3 separate regions of the Mus musculus genome follow, and all the other regions are linked to region 1. A link is a contact called in public promoter capture Hi-C data. All regions are on one chromosome and are shown on one strand. Each heading gives the region's core, a stretch centred on a gene start, on an enhancer-like site or on the middle of the called end of the contact. The rest is flanking DNA. Distances are from core to core; before and after follow the strand shown.

The links. Promoter capture Hi-C pulls out the DNA fragments that hold promoters and counts their contacts. Capture Hi-C pulls out chosen DNA fragments and counts their contacts.
Region 2: a promoter capture Hi-C map of adipose tissue shows a contact between it and region 1. The contact joins the promoter of Vps9d1 here to the promoter of Gas8 in region 1. A contact is called at or near these places in 2 of 39 promoter capture datasets (hematopoietic stem and progenitor cells and neural stem cells), 2 of 484 Hi-C or Micro-C datasets (both in embryonic stem cells), 1 of 115 datasets of contacts at active chromatin or transcription factors (embryonic stem cells) and 3 of 9 other capture datasets (adipose tissue, liver and pancreatic islet).
Region 3: a contact with region 1 is called in a promoter capture Hi-C map of hippocampal neurons, with 2.5 times the contacts expected there. The contact joins the promoter of Rab4a here to the promoter of Gas8 in region 1. A contact is called at or near these places in 2 of 39 promoter capture datasets (embryonic stem cells and hippocampal neurons).

What each region holds. Positions count from the first base shown.
Region 1 is chr8:123,517,556-123,520,255 of GRCm38.p6, forward strand. It overlaps Gas8 (growth arrest specific 8), which reads left to right and starts at 1,280. Exons shown (of 11, transcript NM_018855.2): 1 at 1,280-1,397. The coding sequence starts at 1,395. It also overlaps a transcript of Dbndd1 not described here.
Region 2 is chr8:123,252,797-123,255,496 of GRCm38.p6, forward strand. Vps9d1 (VPS9 domain containing 1) reads right to left here and starts at 1,426. Exons shown (of 15, transcript NM_028200.2): 1 at 1,192-1,426. The coding sequence starts at 1,290. Zfp276 (zinc finger protein (C2H2 type) 276) reads left to right here and starts at 1,399. Exons shown (of 11, transcript NM_020497.2): 1 at 1,399-2,127. The coding sequence starts at 1,920.
Region 3 is chr8:123,804,700-123,807,399 of GRCm38.p6, forward strand. Rab4a (RAB4A, member RAS oncogene family) reads left to right here and starts at 1,297. Exons shown (of 8, transcript NM_009003.3): 1 at 1,297-1,467. The coding sequence starts at 1,437.

The DNA.
Region 1 (2,700 bases), core at 30-2,529:
TCCCGTAAAAAACAGGCTACCCGGAGTCCACCTGTGTATGTTCCGGCTGACAATCTGAGCTCTCGGCTGACAGCATTCGACAGCTGACCTAACTGTGCTCAGGTGCTTCTAGGTGCTGCTTTTGAGTTTCCCAGGCGAGTGGGGCTCGCCTTAAAGTTCACTGACAGCAAACAGCGTGGCGGCTATGTTGGACTTTTGTTAAGATTTACTACAAATAAGCCACTGTTAGAATGCTCACAAGGATCCGGTGTTGTTCTTCCAGCGGGCCATTCTTCAAGAATCTGGGAGAGGGGACACTGGGAGGTTGGGTTAGCAAACAGGGGAGTCTCATTGCTAGGAGCCTCAGATCCCCACCACTGAGCAATCTTTCTCTCCTGCTGCATCCACTTATGGGTGTGGAATCTTCATCCTCAGAGCAGGCAGAGGAGCATAACCTGCTGTCCCTTCTGTTTCTGTTTTACCCTGTCCTGCTAAGCCACTTTGTTGTTGTTTTGCTTTTGTTTTGTTTCTCTTTCTTTTTATGTATGTGCATACACTGCAGCTGTACAGATGGTTGTGAGCCTTTATGTGGTTGTTATGCAGGGTGCAGCCCTGCTCCAAGCAACTCCAATCAACTCGCTTATTTATTATTATAAATAAATACACTGTAGCTGACTTCAGACGCATCAGAAGAGGGCGTCAGGTCTCATTATGGGTGGTTCTACCTTCAGAAGAGCAGTCAGTGCTCTTACCCGCTGAGCCATCTCTCCAGCATTTTTTTCTTTTTTTTTTTTTTTTTTTTTTTTTTTTTTTTGAGACAGGGTTTTTGGTATGTAGCCCAGGCTAGCTTCCAACGCATGCAGTCTTCCTCTCAGCTTCCCCAGTGGTCGCAGGCATAACACCCTTAGCGTTTTTCTTTCTGGAAGCCCAGCTTTACACGTTCAGTCTCATCAGAGCAGCATGTGGAAGGAATTTTCACAAGCAGGGCAAGGTGGATGGGCCGCAGGAGCGGGCTCTTAGCTCAATATTTGCATCCAATTTGGGAACTTGGCTTGGGAGGCAGATTAATCATTCAGACTTTTCTCTTTATCCGTTCCTCCTTGTGAGCGCCCGCCATGTAGACTCTGGAGAACCCGAGGAACCACAATAGGTTTCTTCTGTAGCCCAAGTTGTAGTGGGAGAGAGACCAGCAATACACCGAGGGCAACACTAGCTCTTCTGGCGCGTTGTTAGGGACGCACTCCCGGTTGCCCAGGTCCCTTAGGGCGGGGGTGGGTGGGAGGGGAGAACTGGAGGATAGTCTCGCGAGGATTTGAGAACCAGCACGGGATCTAGTCGGAGTTGCCAGGAGACCGCGCAGCCTCCTCTGACCAGCGCCCATCCCGGATTAGTGGAAGTGCTGGACTGCTGGCACCATGGTGAGTCGGCCTGTGCTCGGAGTGTCCAGTGCACAGAGAACCTGGGAGGCTTTCGTGCAGAAATGTGGAGAGGGTCGGGTCCCCGGGACTGGGAGGGCCTGCAATTTTGGATTACTAGAATGGAGAGCTGGGCGCAGTTCTTCCGTGTGGTCCCGGTTGGGGAGGCCAGGAGGCCGGGGCCTGCATTCAGGTTCTCTGGGATGATCATCACACTGGCTAGACTGAGAGTCCAGTGTGCAAGGCGTCCAGAAATCAGAAGCTGAGTCCGTCAGATCCTTGGGACCAGTACTTAAGGGCTCAGGGGTCAATTAAGTGTCCACAGGGCGCAGAATCCGGCACAGGAGAAACCCCGAGAACTCGGAGGTGGAAAACCTAGCGTGTACCATGTGGCCGGAGGCCTCCCTACCAAGGGCAGAGTGTCATGGAGTGACCAGGGATACACACCTTGGGTATCTCAGGCTCCTGAGAAGAAGAAGGCCGAAGCCCCCTGTCTCCTTTATTTTTCTCACATAATGCCCCGCCCCACCCAGGAGATAGATGCTGTCAGTAGTGCAGTGTCTTGGCAGATGTGCTAGGGCATGGGTCATTAGCTGGTGGGGTGGCATCTTCCTGCGTCTGCCTGCCTGGAACTATGGCCGATATTAACTGCTGCTTAATCTTCCCGCCAAGCATTTATGGCCTTGTCAAGGCTGCTAGAATAAAGCAGGCCCTGTGAGCAGTGTCTGCTGGGAACATCTGCAGACAGACACAGTGTGTGCGGTGTGCTCAAGACCAGAGTTCCCTGAAGTGGGTTCATAATGGCAGACACGAGTCAGGAAGCCTCAGATTCGGTCATTGCTGTGAGGTCTCTCCAAAAGGCTTATTCTCGGTCCTTGCTGATGAGGGTCTTCTGTGTCTCTGTGGTGGCTATGAAGCGTGGTTGCCAGTATACTTGTGGGGTGGGGCGGGTGTGTGTGTGTGTGTATCCCTCCTTTTTAAAGCCCAGATAAGTTTTTCTTTTTATCTTTTAGGTTTCCACACTACCTCCTCAAATGCTGCCTTTCCCAAAACACCCCTTCTCCACCCCCCCATAAGTTTTTCTTTTTTTTTTTTTAATGTAAGATTTGTTTTATATATGTGAGTACACTGCTGCTGTCCTCCAACACACCAGAAGAGGGCATCAGACCCCATTACAGATGGTTGTGAGCCACCATGTGGTTGCTGGGAATTGAACTCAGGACCTCTGGAAGAGCAGTCAGTGCTCTTAACCTCTGAGCCATCTCTCCAAAAGAATGTTTTTAACCGTAACAAAGAAATTCTTGTC
Region 2 (2,700 bases), core at 176-2,675, 260 kb before region 1:
TAGGCTTCAGTGATGGATGGTCCAGCTAGGACACAGATGGTATCTATACTGTCTAGACTTGAAGGGAAAAAGATATCAAACAGAACAAAAAATCAAAGAATTCCTTCCTTCAACACTGTGCTGAGGAGTTCCCAGACAGACACACCTCTCCTCTCATTACTATCCACCACATGAAGGAGCTGAGCTTCAGTCAGGAGGCTCCACAGAGCTGCCTGAGCAGCAATAAGGGTTTCCACTCTGTGTGACAAAGTTCTCTTCCTGTGCAACTCAAAGACTAGCAGTCTTTCCATGTCTCATGAAAAGCACTTCCTGAAATCTGAGGAGAGGATAAGGGCTCATCTGTCAATCTCAAGTTTTGGCTTAGGTGAAGAAATAACATTCTACAGACTCCAGAATAATTCCCTCTGCTCAAAGGAGCCCAGAGCACCGAGCTGCAGGTTTCAGCTGTGTGACCCCTCTGCTCTGGGCTCTGTGACAGCTCAAGACAGAACGCACTCTGGTCTGTATGTGTTTCGTTTTACTCGTTGTCAAAATTACCCAACTTTAATTAGCTCAGCACTTCAGATAAAATGGGTTTCAGGTAGGATTCTGGTCTTGTGAGGGTGCCCTAGAAAACTAAGTTGGGGCACTGGACAACCAGTGATTCGTCCTGTCCTATGGAAGCTCTGGGTGGCCCAGCCGGCTTTTCTACCTTGTTGCCATCCTTTTAATTAGCAGTTATTCTCAGTGACAGGCCACACCCCTTTTGTGCCTGGGTTTCTTTACAAATGACCTTTGAAGGCAACTGCAGACAGCAGCAGCATCCTGAATGAGCCAACAGTCGGGTCTTTTCTAGATTAACTCTACACAGACTCTGTCAAGAATACACACACACACACACACACACACACACACACACACATCTGTCATCTACATCTTGGATGTAGGTCCTTTGCAAACAGAACCTCCTCCTTATGTCACACCGCCTCATCACACAGGTAAATCTAGGCCCAGTGCGAGCTGAGCTGTTCCAGGTCCCCGCAGAGCTCGGCGCCCTTAGCCTCCGGGCCCCGGGTCTCCGGGCGCGGTCCCAGAGCCGCCGCCGCCGCCGCGCGCATCGGGAGCGCCGAATCCCTCTACACGCCCGCCCTCGCCCACCCACCAGGGGCAAAGGGCCTCCCAGAGCTGCTTCCGCGACCCTCCCAGCCTCACCCGGGGCCGGTTGCCGGTGTCTAGCTCGATGGCCTTGTTGGCCAGTTTCATGGCGCTCTGCAGTGGCTTCGCCCCGCCGTCCCCGGCCGCAGCGGCCATGGCGCTGGGCGGGGGCGGGGAGCGGGAGGCCGCGGCGGCAGGGGCGGGACGGGGCGGACGCCTCCAGACCGGAACGCGGAGCGCGGAGCTGAGGGAGGCGCAGGAGCTGCGCACCGCCGGAAGGGGACCCGGACACACTTCCGCCGGCCTTGCCCCGCCCCGCCGCGCCCCGCCCCGCCGCGCAGACTTGGGTTTAGGGGACCGGAGGGGTCAGTGGCTCTTGTCACCTCCTCCGGCCAACTTGCTGCGAGCGCGGACGGGAAGGCTGGCGGGGAGAGCTACTGCTCTGAAGGGTTTCTGTTGTGCGCCACCGCCCGGGCGGCAGTCCGCGGCCGTTCACCCTCCGGGCTGCCCCTCCTTTAAGGGCCTGTCGCGAGTTCCGAGAGACCCGAAGAACTCCGGGCTCCTGACCCCGCCGCGGCCGCTGTGGCTCCCCAGACCGCTCCTCGCTTCCTTGCAGCCCTCGCTTCCTCCGGCTCCGATCTCGGGGAGCCGAGCGGAGCGGGGCAGCGCGGCGGAGAGTAGCGGAACGGCACGGAGTGTGCCAAGTTAAGTCCGCTCTAGCAAGAAGTCAGGGGGCCGAGCCACACCGAGCAGCGCGGAGCAGGGAGCGAGTGTCGCCTACCACCATGAAGCGGGACCGCCTCGGCCGCTTCCTGTCTCCCGGAATAGCTCGGCAGCGCGGGGGTTCGGGCGGCGGCTGTGGAAGCGGTCGGACTCGGGGTCGCCCTTCTCGCAGCGGCGGAACGAGCGCTGACGGGGCGGCTGCTCAGCTCAGCTGGGGCTCGATGACACGCTCCTGCGGGGACACAGGCGACGACGGTACAGACGAAGCTGGTGGGTTCCAGGCGTCCTCGGGCCCCGGTGCGAGCTTAGTGATAATGAGAGCAAACCAGGCCTCCTGGTTCTGGAGAACGCGGGCCCTCTGGAGAACTGCCGATAGAGGCCCTTTCCTCTGCCGCCCAGACAGCTCTGTGTCGCTGCTATTTAGTGCGTAAGATTTGAAGGCACACAGGTGTGGCTTCAAGTTTGCTCTTCGTGCTATGGACTTTTAGGGTAATTGCTTAACTTTTTCTGAACCCCAGTTTCTTGATGGTTAAAACAGGCCTATAACCTAACCTGCGTTGGGAACTGAGTTAAGTGAACTAACTGCTTGTTCCTTGTGCGGCTGCGAGTTTGTGAACAAGCAGCAGCTAGTTAGGTTAACAGCCTCCATGTGCATCACATTAGTGTGGTGTTCTTCAGTCATCTGAGAATGGCTTTCCTATGTAAGCTGTCCTTTACTCCCACTAGGGGCAGTTGGGTGGCATCATGCACATGCTGCAGGCAGGGCACCTATAGATGGACAGGGATGAACAGTGAGTTAGTTTCTTGAGGCACGGCTTGGACACATTTTCAGAATAGGGATGT
Region 3 (2,700 bases), core at 47-2,546, 290 kb after region 1:
ATGTGCTTTGAATGTAATCGTGTTTGTGGGTGACTCAGAACATTACAGATTTGCATCTGGGAAAGAAAGCTGAGCTCAAAGGTCGCACACTCTCAGGCCTTCAGCGCAGTTCCTTCCTATTTTAACATTCTTTCTTTTTTTTTTTTCCTTTTGTTTTTTTTTTTTGGAGACAGGCTAGATCAGGCTAGCCTCGAACTCACAGAGGTCCACCTGCCTCTGCCTCCCCAGTGCTGGGATCAAAGACTTGCACTACCACTGCTGGGCTATTTTCACATTCGTATATGAAATATCTCTATATCAAATGAATTATTCAGGCAGTCACTCCTGTTATTTTAAAATATATTTACTTATATATTTTTTTGAGTTGTGTCTCTATCATCTTTGTTTTCCCTCCTTGCTGTGTAGCCCAGATAGGCCTTCAACTTGAAACAACCCTGCCTATGCCTCCTGAATGCTGGGATTATAGGCAAGCGACACGATGGTAGACAATCTCAACAGCAAACTTTGCATGCTGTGCCAGCAAGAGACTTCAACAAGATTACGGGATGGGGGCGGGGGCTTCTTTCCCTTCCCACATCTCCTTAATTTTCTGTCATAAAGCACAATAATGAAATATTAGGACAGGCAGCACGGAGGCAGGAGAGAATGTCTGACCCGTGGTAGAGCCTGACAGCGGAGGTTAAAGGTACACGGTAGGCTTCCCACAGCCCAGGCATCTGCTGCTGTGAAGAAGGCAGGATCTTACTTAGGCCCCGGTTTGCTCAGGTGGGTCAAACTCCCGACCCCAATTTGCCTTTCAATAAATGTCCCAACCCTTTTCCTCGGAGGAAGGGGTAGGTTCTGACCTGTATTGCTTCATTAACCGAACACACCTTCGAAATTAGCCTGCAGTAAGAGCCAAGCAGCACTGCTCTGCCCACTAACGTGGTGAGCAGGAGAGTTCTGGTGACCAAACACACCTGCGTGGCTTTCTGCTAGTGAACCCCCTTTCTGTCAAAACAAGCCCTCGGGCGGCCTCCTGTCCACCCTAGCCTGGCAGGTCACTCTTAAGAAAGGCTGAGTCTGTACTGCTAAGCCATCTGGGAGGATCTACGGGCGCAGGCGCCCCCTCCCTAGTCCCGCCCTCCCTCCTTCCTGGTCCCCTCCTTCATCCTCCTTTGCCTTCACCTCCTCCTCCAACTAGGAGCCTCCAACCATTTCTCTTGCCCTCCCTCCTCCCCTTCCCCAGCCCCGCTCCTCCTTCCTCCTGCGACCCCGCCCCTCCCCCTGCTCCGCCGGGCTCCTTCGCCGGGCGGCGGTGCGCAGACGCGGAGCCGAGTCCCGCTGGGCCGCAGCCGGTGGCCGGCTCGCCGTGGGCCCGTTCCCGGCTCTCCACGCTCGGTTCCTCTCGCTCTGCGGAGACTGGAGGACGGACCCCGCGGAGCTGTGGCGGCAGAATGGCGCAGACCGCCATGTCCGAGACTTACGGTAAGACGCGCGGGTTTGCGTACGTGTTTAGAGGGGCAGGCCTTGGGGTCCCGGAATGTTGGGGGCCGGGGTCAGGGTCTCCAGAGCCGGTGTCTAGAATATCGAGATATCCTGCAAACCTCGCGGTGTCAGGAACCAGGCAGAGATATTTAGAGTCTTGGGTGGTTTAGGGTTGGCTTGGGATCCTAGTAATGTCAGCAGCTGGGATCCTGAGAATCTGGGTGTTAGGAGCCAGGTGGAGACACTGAGAATCCTAAAGTGTCAGCGGCTGGGAGGGATCCTGATATTCTTGGGGTGTCAAGGTCGAGCTGGAACTTGAGAATGTCTGGGTGTTTCAGGCTAGGCTGGAATCTTGAGGCTCTAGGGGTATCAGGCGCTGGTCTGGACTCTCTGGCCAGCAGGTGCCCCCTGCTGTGATTCTACCAAGTTCCCTCCCGCTTTGACCCTGGTTTCACTCTACATTTTCCTCCTTGGATTGTTTAAATCTCTCAGGGTTGCAGGAGCCAATTTGTCGTCGATTCTTGTCCTCCTCCCTGCAGCACCAACCGCAGGGATGAAGGCTCAGGGCCACGCCTGCGTTTTGTGTCTCTAGGGGCAGGGTTGTGGGCCTCGGGAGGGTGGGGTGGGGGTGTTGGAATTCCTTTCTTTGCATTGAGATTATAATGAGTTTTAAGTGGATGAATGCTGTCTCTTTTCTGTAGACCCCTGGCCTCGTGTATTTTCCCTCCCTCCCTCTCTCCTCCCGTCCTCCCCTCCAGATATGGTTGCATTATATTACCTTTATAAATACAAATATATGGTCCTCTGATGACCACAGGCCTTGGATATGGAGACATGATTTTTTCATCTTTTTTTCTCCTGCAGCACCCAGCCATTCTCAATGCACGTGCTGGGTGCTCCCCCTCCCCCAGTCGAGGCAAGAATAAACAACCACTACTATGTATGGTTGGCCTGTGCCTGCCAGTCCCTCACGAGACTTGAAACTTTGACGTGGTCTGTGCTCGTCGTCCGAAGGAGGGACTCGCACGGAAAAGCATGACGATCTGTCAGGTTATCTGCAGTTTGTGCCCCTGCTTCCTTCCTGCCACAGGGTGGGGCCAGGGTCTGGCCTGGAAGGCTCTACTCGGTGTACGAGTGCCATGGAAACTTCCCCAAGAGTTTGCGGTCCAACGAGGAGTGGATTTTTAAATTCAGCTGTGACCTTAATGGATAAACAATTAAAAACCAGGCAGC